Linked DNA regions of Mus musculus: region 2 is linked to region 1. Evidence: chromatin contacts called from public HiChIP or PLAC-seq data. All regions are on one chromosome and are shown on one strand. The core of a region is the stretch at or near the end of the contact, and the rest is flanking DNA. Distances in the headings are between cores, read along the strand shown. Region 1 has its middle 2.8 kb from the start of Gm38927. Region 2 has its middle 32 kb from the start of 4930479D17Rik.

Evidence for each region. HiChIP or PLAC-seq counts read pairs in DNA pulled down with a chosen protein or histone mark.
Region 2: a contact with region 1 is called in an H3K27ac HiChIP or PLAC-seq map of large pre-B cells, with 2.1 times the contacts expected there. The contact joins two enhancer-like sites.

The regions. Positions count from the first base shown.
Region 1 is chr6:145,843,304-145,847,121 of GRCm38.p6, forward strand. No RefSeq gene overlaps it. Among named protein-coding and RNA genes, the nearest start is that of Gm38927, 2.8 kb to the left of the region's middle. Within about 2 kb of position 2,523, at least 34 of the 459 cell types and tissues checked have an H3K27ac peak or open chromatin away from gene starts, as enhancers often do.
Region 2 is chr6:146,687,247-146,691,702 of GRCm38.p6, forward strand. No RefSeq gene overlaps it. Among named protein-coding and RNA genes, the nearest start is that of 4930479D17Rik, 32 kb to the left of the region's middle. Within about 2 kb of position 2,070, at least 14 of the 459 cell types and tissues checked have an H3K27ac peak or open chromatin away from gene starts, as enhancers often do.

The sequences.
Region 1 (3,818 bases), core at 1,273-3,772:
TGTTGTTCCACCTATAGGGTTGCAGATCCCTTTAGCTCCTTGGGTACTTTCTCTAGCACCTCCATTGGGGGCCCTGTGATCCATCCAATAGCTGACTGTGAGCATCCACTTCTGTGTTTGCTAGGCCCTGGCATAGTCTCACAAGAGACAGCTATATCTGGGTCCTTTCAGCAAAATCTTGCTAGTGTATGCAATGGTGTCAGCGTTTGGAAAAGAGAGGCCCATTGAACTTGCGAACTTTATATGCCCCAGTACAGGAGTACACCAGGGCCAAAATGTGGGAGTGGGTAGGTAGGAGAGTGGGTGGGGGGGAGGGTATGGGGGACTTTTGGGATAGTATTGGAAATGTAAATGAGGAAAATACCTAATTTTATGAGCTGATTATGGGATGGATCCCTGGGTATGGCAGTCTCTAGATGGTCCATTCTTTCGTCACAGCTCCAAACTTTGTCTCTGTAACTCCTTCCATGGGTTTTTTCTTCCCAATTCTTAGAAGGAGCAAAGTGTCCACACTTTGGTCTTCGTTCTTCTTGAGTTTCATGCATTTAGCAAATTGTATCTTATATCTTGGGTATCCTAAGTTTCTAGGCTAATATCCACTTACCAGTGAGTACATATTGTGTGAGTTCCTTTGTGATTGGGTTACCTCACTCAGGATGATGCTCTCCAGGTCCATCCATTTGCCTAGGAATTTCATAAATTCATTCTTTTTAATAGCTGAGTAGTACTCCATTGTGTAAATGTACCACATTTTCTGTATCCATTCCTCTGTTGAGGGGCATCTGGGTTCTTTCCAGCTTCTGGCTATTATAAATAAGGCTGCTATGAACATAGTGGAGCATGTGTCCTTCTTACCGGTTGGGACATCTTCTGGATATATGCCCAGGAGAGGTATTGCGGGATCCTTCGGTAGTTCTATGTCCAATTTTCTGAGGAACCGCCAGACTGATTTCCAGAGTGGTTGTACAAGCTTGCAATCCCACCAACAATGGAGGACTGTTCCTCTTTCTCCGTATCCTCGCCAGCATCTGCTGTCACCTGAATTTTTGATCTTAGCCATTCTGACTGGTGAGAGGTGGAATCTCAGGGTGGTTTTGATTTGCATTTCCCTGATGATTAAGGATGTTGAACATTTTTTCAGGCACTTCTGTGCCATTCGGTATTACTCAGGTGAGAATTCTTTGTTCAGCTCTGAGCCCCATTTTTAAATGGGGTTATTTGATTTTCTGGAGTCCACCTTCTTGAGTTCTTTATATATATTGGATATTAGTCCCCTATCTGATTTAGGATAGGTAAAGATCCTTTCCCAATCTGTTGGTGGTCTTTTTGTCTTATTGACGGTGTCTTTTGCCTTGCAGAAGCTTTGTAACTTTATGAGGTCCCATTTATCGATTCTCGATCTTACAGCACAACTCTTAACTTTCAGGAGGGAATCCCTCAAAAGGTTGTTTAAGTTTGTTTTGCTTTTTGTTTTTAGCAATTTGCATAAACCTAGCCAGATCAAGGAAGAGGGAACCTTAAATGAAAAAATACTTCCATCAGATTACCTATAGGCATGCCTGTAAGGCATTTTTTTAAATTTATTATTAGTTTGGGAGAGCCCAATGCACTGTGGGGAGAGAGAGAGAGAGAGAGAGAGAGAGAGAGAGAGAGAGAGGTAGTATTACTATTTCTGTTAAAGTTTTGACTGAGTCTTTGGAAGTGAGTTGATAACCATTGACCCATTGACCCCAAATACATTAATATCCCATAACACACCCATAACAAGTTGATCAACTTCAGGAAATTTAACATTAACATCAATTCTGTGTCAGAGTACCTGGTGGTAGCCTCCTTTCCTTGACTGAAAGCTAAACAAACTATTTAAGGCACGTGTCATGACACACGGGAGAAAAAAAGCAAGGCTGTAACATGTTCTCAAGGTCCTGGACCCCAAAGAGGTGAACCTGACAGACCTGGCTCTCTGCTGAGTAGACTTTCACGACTGCTTTGTGGCCACCCAGGAGGACGAGACCCAGGGTGCAGCAAGAAAGGGTCCTTCCAAGACATAGCTATGTCAGTCCACACTGATTCCTCTAGTGCTGTCCCACTGCCTCCAGGTTTCCCCTCACCCATCCCTTGTTGAAACCTCCTTTTAGAAATTCAGTTTGAGAGCAGGCTAGCCCATCTGTTTTCAGCTTGAGAGCAGGCTAGCCCATCCATTTTCAGGGCTGAGACACCTGACTGATGGGAAGTTTATCAACTGTGGGCTGTGAGACGGAGGACAGAGAGAGGAGGACCAACACTTTGTATCTAGGAGAGAAGCACAGGAGGAACTCTGCTAATAACAGGGTGGGTGAGCAAGTGCCCCAACCACAAACAGAAACACACAGTGCAGACAGTAGCCCCATGCACCCTGGTCATTGGACAGTTTCAACAACATCTGCAGTTATGTATTTTTAGATGGACTCATGAAGCTGGAGATTCAGTTCAGTGGCTAGCACCGTGCACGCACGCACAAGGCTCTGGCTTCATCCCCCAGCACCACTGAAACCAGGTGTGGTTGTGCAAGCCTCTAACCCCAGCCCTAGAGGAGAGCAGCAAGCCTGAAGACTTCCTTAGCTACGGAGGGAGGGAGGGAGGCTGGAAGCTAGCCAAGGCTACACGAGATTATCTTTATAAATAGAATCAACAATTAACCTTTAAAACAGCTTCTTCTTTCCTGAATCCATTTTTTGTGGTCCCCCACCCCCCACCCCCATACAGAGATTCTCTGTTGACTGCATTCAGGAAACATTAGACAAGATCTAGAGACCTTGAGCGCCCACCAAGGCTCAGATAGATTCTCTGAGGGTGGAAGCTATGTGACATCATTAAAGAAAAAAGCCCTACAAAAACTCTGATTACAAATGACCTTGGTCTCCAGGACCTCTGAGGGGTCTTGGCTCAGGGCCTGTGGGCTGAGCTGGGAACTGAGAACTGGGTTGGGGACTAGGTGCTGGGACTGAGCATTGGGCCCTGGGCCCTGGGAGATGGCTGCTGAGTGCTGGGGAGCATTAGGCACTGGGGGCTGGGAGATGGCTGGTGGGGAATGGAGAACACTGGGCACTGGATACTGGGGAGCACTATGAGATGAGCCTGGGGAGCATTGGGAGATGGAAGCTGGGGAGCACTGAGAAATGAGGCTGGGGAGCACTAGGAGATGGGTATCAGGAAGTACTGGGTACTGAGGCTGGGGGCTGGGGAGCACTGGAGCTAAGAGCTGGGGGTGCAGTAAAAAGTCACAACAAAGCCCCAAGAAGCAGCTGGAATTATAAAGGACTCTAGTATTCTCTTCTTTTCCCTCCCTCCATCCTCCCTTCCTCTCTTTCTTCCTTCCTCTTTTTTCCCTGTCCCTTTCTTCCTCCCTCCCTCTGTCCCTCCCCTCCTTTTTTCTGTGTATCGTACTGCAAATTTACAGTGGGCCTAGCACATCCTACAAACCACACAGGCTCTGGACCACTGGCCCACATTTCCAGACCTCTTGGTACCCAGGCTGGCCTTAAACTCTTGGATAGTCCAGGCAAAGTCTTCCCATGACTGCCACTGCCCCAGCCTCTAGAGTAGCTGGGACTACCAGGCTGTGCCTCTGGGCTGGCTTGCTTCAGGGACTTCCCGGTTTGAGAATGCTCACTGAACCAAATTTCTAACTGTTGGGAATTTTTCTGAACTGCATCTGAGTTTTCTGTCCCTGAGAATGCTGTAGACTGGTGCTGCTTAAGCTTTTCTAGGCACCGAAATCATCCGTCCAGGTGCAGGCGGTGACTCAACAGGTTTCACAATTAATGAAATGCTGCACT
Region 2 (4,456 bases), core at 820-3,319, 840 kb after region 1:
TGTCCCTGGCTGTCCTGGAACTCACTCTGTAGACCAGGCTGGCCTTGAACTCAGAAATCCACTTGCCTCCCAAGTGCTGGGACTAAAGGCATGTGCCACCACTGCCCGGCTAGGAGTGACTTCTAAGAGAAGGTACTGTGTTCAACACCTACAAGCCCAAACTAAATACCACTTACATTCCTTCTCCCAGGATCTGATAGAGATAAAAATTCAAAACGTATGCAAATAAGGAAGCTAGCACAATGGCTCAGTGGATTTGAATCATCACAAGCACAAGAGTAAACAGGGGAGAGGCAAGAAAATAAGGAAAGCAAAGAGGGAGAGGAAGCAGGAGGGCTGGAGACAGAAGACTCTACTACAGTACCACAAAGGCACAGAAGCCTGTGTGGTTGTTTCTGCCTATCTTCCCAGCACCCAGGGAGAGAGAGAGGATGGCTCAATGAATGAAGGTGGTTGCTACTAAGCCTGACAAAAGTTCAATCCCCGGAACCCAGAGAATGAGAGAACTGACTTCTGCAAGCTGTCCTCTGACTTTCACGTGCACACCACAGAACACACATGTGTGTAAGTGTGCACACATACACAAAATAGCAAATGTCTATTACACAAAATAGCAAATGTCTATTTAAAAAGAAGATATGGAAAGGAGATCTTGGTCATGACAGAATAGTCTCTCTCTCTCTCTCTCTCTCTCTCTCTCTCTCTCTCTCTCTCTCTCTCTCTCTCTCTCCCTTGCCTCAGGCTCTGCCTTTGTGGGAATAGAATCCAAGACAAATTGGTGACTATCAAGTGATGGTGTCTCTGTCCGCAAGGGTGCGACTCTCTTGTTCACTTGCAGGTGAGAAAGGAGCAGTGAAGCAAAGTATTCAAGATATTGGCAGGAGGATATTGTCAACTGGTGACCAGGACGACTAAAATGAACAGGGGAGCGTTAGGAGATCAGGTGATAAGCACATGGGTACAGTGAGTCAGCTTCCTTCCGTCACTGTGGACATGGGGATTTGCACACAGTGTGGCTGTGTAGCTCTATTGTGTTTCACTGAAAGTGTGGGATTTTAAAAAAAAAAATCTGTGGTGGTGGGAATGCTCCTTACTCGGCACAGTGCTTGCCTGTCATCTAGAAAGCCCTGGGTTCAGTCCCCAACACTGCACAAACACGTTGTGGTGGCACACACATGCCATCCCAGGACATGGAGTTGGACTCAGCAGAGTCAAGAGTTCCAGGCCAGCCTCAGACCAGCTTGAGATACTGGGATCCATGAGATACCTGTATCAGAAACAAGGTAGACGTATGCTGGATAGTTTTCGCTTACCTTGACACAAGCTAGAGTCATTGGAGAAGGAGAATTGGTTCAGAAGATGCCTTCAATAAGATCAGGCTGAACAAAGACAGGGGCGAGGGATTGAAAAGTAGGCTTGTTACAAAGTGAAAAGGGCTCCAAAGGCTTGGGTCCCAAGAGAGAAAAGCTACCAGTCCGTATGCCTTGGGAATTTTTACAGGAATTATGGCAGAAACTGGACAAGAACTAAGGTCATTTCCATTGAGTTTGGTTTATTTCTGGGTACAGATCAAGCCAATGAGCCTCACATGCTCTGTGCATGTCCCCCAGACCTGGCTGGGGAGATGGTCACACACTGCCCACTCAGGACACTGAACAGGCATCATAGTTGCTCTGCCTATTCGTTCTCTTTTCGCCTAGGCTTGGTCTGTCAGCTGACCTTAGCTGAGACTGCTGGCATTAATTACATGTGTTGCCTTTGTTCTCACGTTCCTATGACCGGCCTGCAGTTAAGAATGCAAATGAACACATGACCCTGTCTTTTTGTTTATGGGGAACTAACTCCTACCACAACTACCAAGATACAGCTGTGTTTTTCTGGGTATATCATAGCTAGTTTCTTGCCTGTGGGATGGTATGGGGTGGTCTCCTTCCTAGAAGAGGAGGAAACTTTTTATAATCTGTCCTTACCCATAAGTCAACCTGCTATGGTTAGATATACGGGCATGTGAGGGGACAATAGTGCTTGGCTTATGTTCCTGAATTGGGGGCTTTCTGGAAGCCAGCTAGAGCCCGCTGAGACAGACCTGCTATTTCCTCTTGCCTGATGAGCTGCAAGCTCTTGTGTTTAACGTCCCAAGTGTTTATTGTTTTAAGCCTAATGTTCCTTTGAACTCTAACATGTATTTTACTGTAACCAATTAGTTTTAATAATTTTTATAGTATGTCTATTTGTTTTGGTGTTCTGTTTGTTTATTTTTTTGGACAGGATCTCATACAGCGCAGGCTGGGTTTGAACTCATGTTCCTTCTTCTCACTTTCGAGATTGGGGTTATAGATGTGAATCACTACACTTAGCTATATATCTTTTCATAAGACATTTCACTTATTTCTAAGAGACTAAACAGAGACTCCCTTCCATTAAAGATTAGAGAAAATAAACTGTAGTCAGCCCAGGTGTTGGGAGCCGCCCCCACATTCGCCGTCACAAGATGGCGCTGACATCCTGTGTTCTAAGTGGTAAACAAATAATCTGCGCATGTGCCAAGGGTATTTTACCACTACTTGTACTCTGCCTTTCCCGTGACGTCAGCTCGGCCATGGGCTGCAGCCAATCAGGGAGTGATGCGTCCTAAGCGAAGGATAACTCCTCCTTAAAGGGGACGGGGTTTCCGCCATTCTCCTCTCTTGCTTGCGCTCTGGCGCGCTTGCTCTAAAAGATGTAAACAATAGCTCTCTTACTTGCGCTTCTTGCGCTTTCACTCTGGCACGCTGGCGCTCTGGCTCTTAAAGATGTAAGAAGGGGGCTTTCGTTTTTGGGGTTTGGGGTTTTGCGCTCCTGCTCCTGAAGATGTAAGCAATAAAGTTTTGCCGCAGAAGATTCTGGTTTGTTGTGTTCTTTCCTGGCCGGTCGTGAGAACGCGTATAACAGTTGGTGCCGAAACCCGGGACGAGAAAAAATCCGGGACGAAAAAATACAAGAAAACTCGGGACCGGCGCAAGGAAGATCCCTCATTCCAGAACCAGAACTGCGGGTCACGGTAATAAAGGTTCCCGTAAAACAGACTGTTGAGAAGGATTCAACTGCATGAATTCAGAACTTTTCAGCTGGGAAACAGAAGTACCAGTGAGTACAGCTTTACAAGGTAAGTCTGGTCTTGAACTTTCTAAGGAAATTCAAGACAGTCTATCAGAAGTAAAGTGGAAAATAGCTTTACAAGGTACGCCTGGCCTTGAACTTTCTAACGAAATTCAAGACAGTCTATCAGAAGTAAAGTGGAAAATAGCTTTACAAGGTATGTTTGGCCTTGAACTTTCTCTAGTGTTAGAAGCCCTTTTGTTCCTTTTCACATGTTATCAAGTGGTTAAGGCAGGGCGGATTCTGGATGAAGTTCAGGACAATCTATCAGAAGTAAAGCGGGGAGAGAGAATAGGAACAAAGAGAAAATATGGTTCACAAAATAAGTATACAGGCCTTTCCAAGGGTCTTGAACCCGAGGAAAAGTTTAGGTCAGGTAAGAATACCTGGGGAGAGATTAGAAGGAAGAAAAAGGAAAAAGAAAAGAAAAAAGATCAATTAGAGGAGCCAGTTCTTAGTAGTTCTGAATCAGATAAAAAGGCTATTAGGGCCTGGAAGGCGCTCTCCCGAGCAGGTGAAGCCACTGGACAATAATGACAGAGGCAGGCTCTTACAGCCTACAAGGTCTTATTGTCCACCCTAGAGTTATAGATCAAGATTATACAGGGGAACTTCAGGTTCTCTGTTCTTGTCCTCAAGTTGTCTTTTCTATATCACAAGGGGACAAAATAGCTCAACTAATAATTTTGCCAAGCCTACATGGCTGTTTTTTCTTCCTCTGGTATTCCTAGAGCTGCAAGAGGGATTGGTTCTACTGAAAATGATTCTGATTACTTAATAATGCCTTTAGATTGTTGTCAAATTTTATCTACTCACGTAGGGGTAAACCCTCGTGGCGTCAGGCCATTACAGGTCTGACAAATGGATGTCATGCATATTTCCTCCTTTGAGAGAAATCAATATTTACATGTTTAGATAAAAAGAGATCACCTCCATACCTTAAATGATTTTCAAAAGCTGTTGGGAGATATTAATTGGCTCAGACCTTTTTTAAAGATTCCTTCCGCTGAGTTAAGGCCTTTGTTTGGTATTTTAGAAGGAGATCCTCATATCTCCTCCCCTAGGGCTCTTACTCTAGCTGCTAACCAGGCCTTACAAAAGGTGAAAAAAGCCTTACAGAATGCACAATTACAACGTATTGAGGATTCGCAGCCTTTCAGTTTGTGTGTCTTTAAGACAGCACAATTGCCAACCGCAGTTTTGTGACAGAATGGGCCATTGTTGTGGATCCATCCAAACGTATCCCCAGCTAAAATAATAGATTGGTATCCTGATACAATTACACAGCTTGCCCTTAAAGGCCTAAAAGCAGCAATCA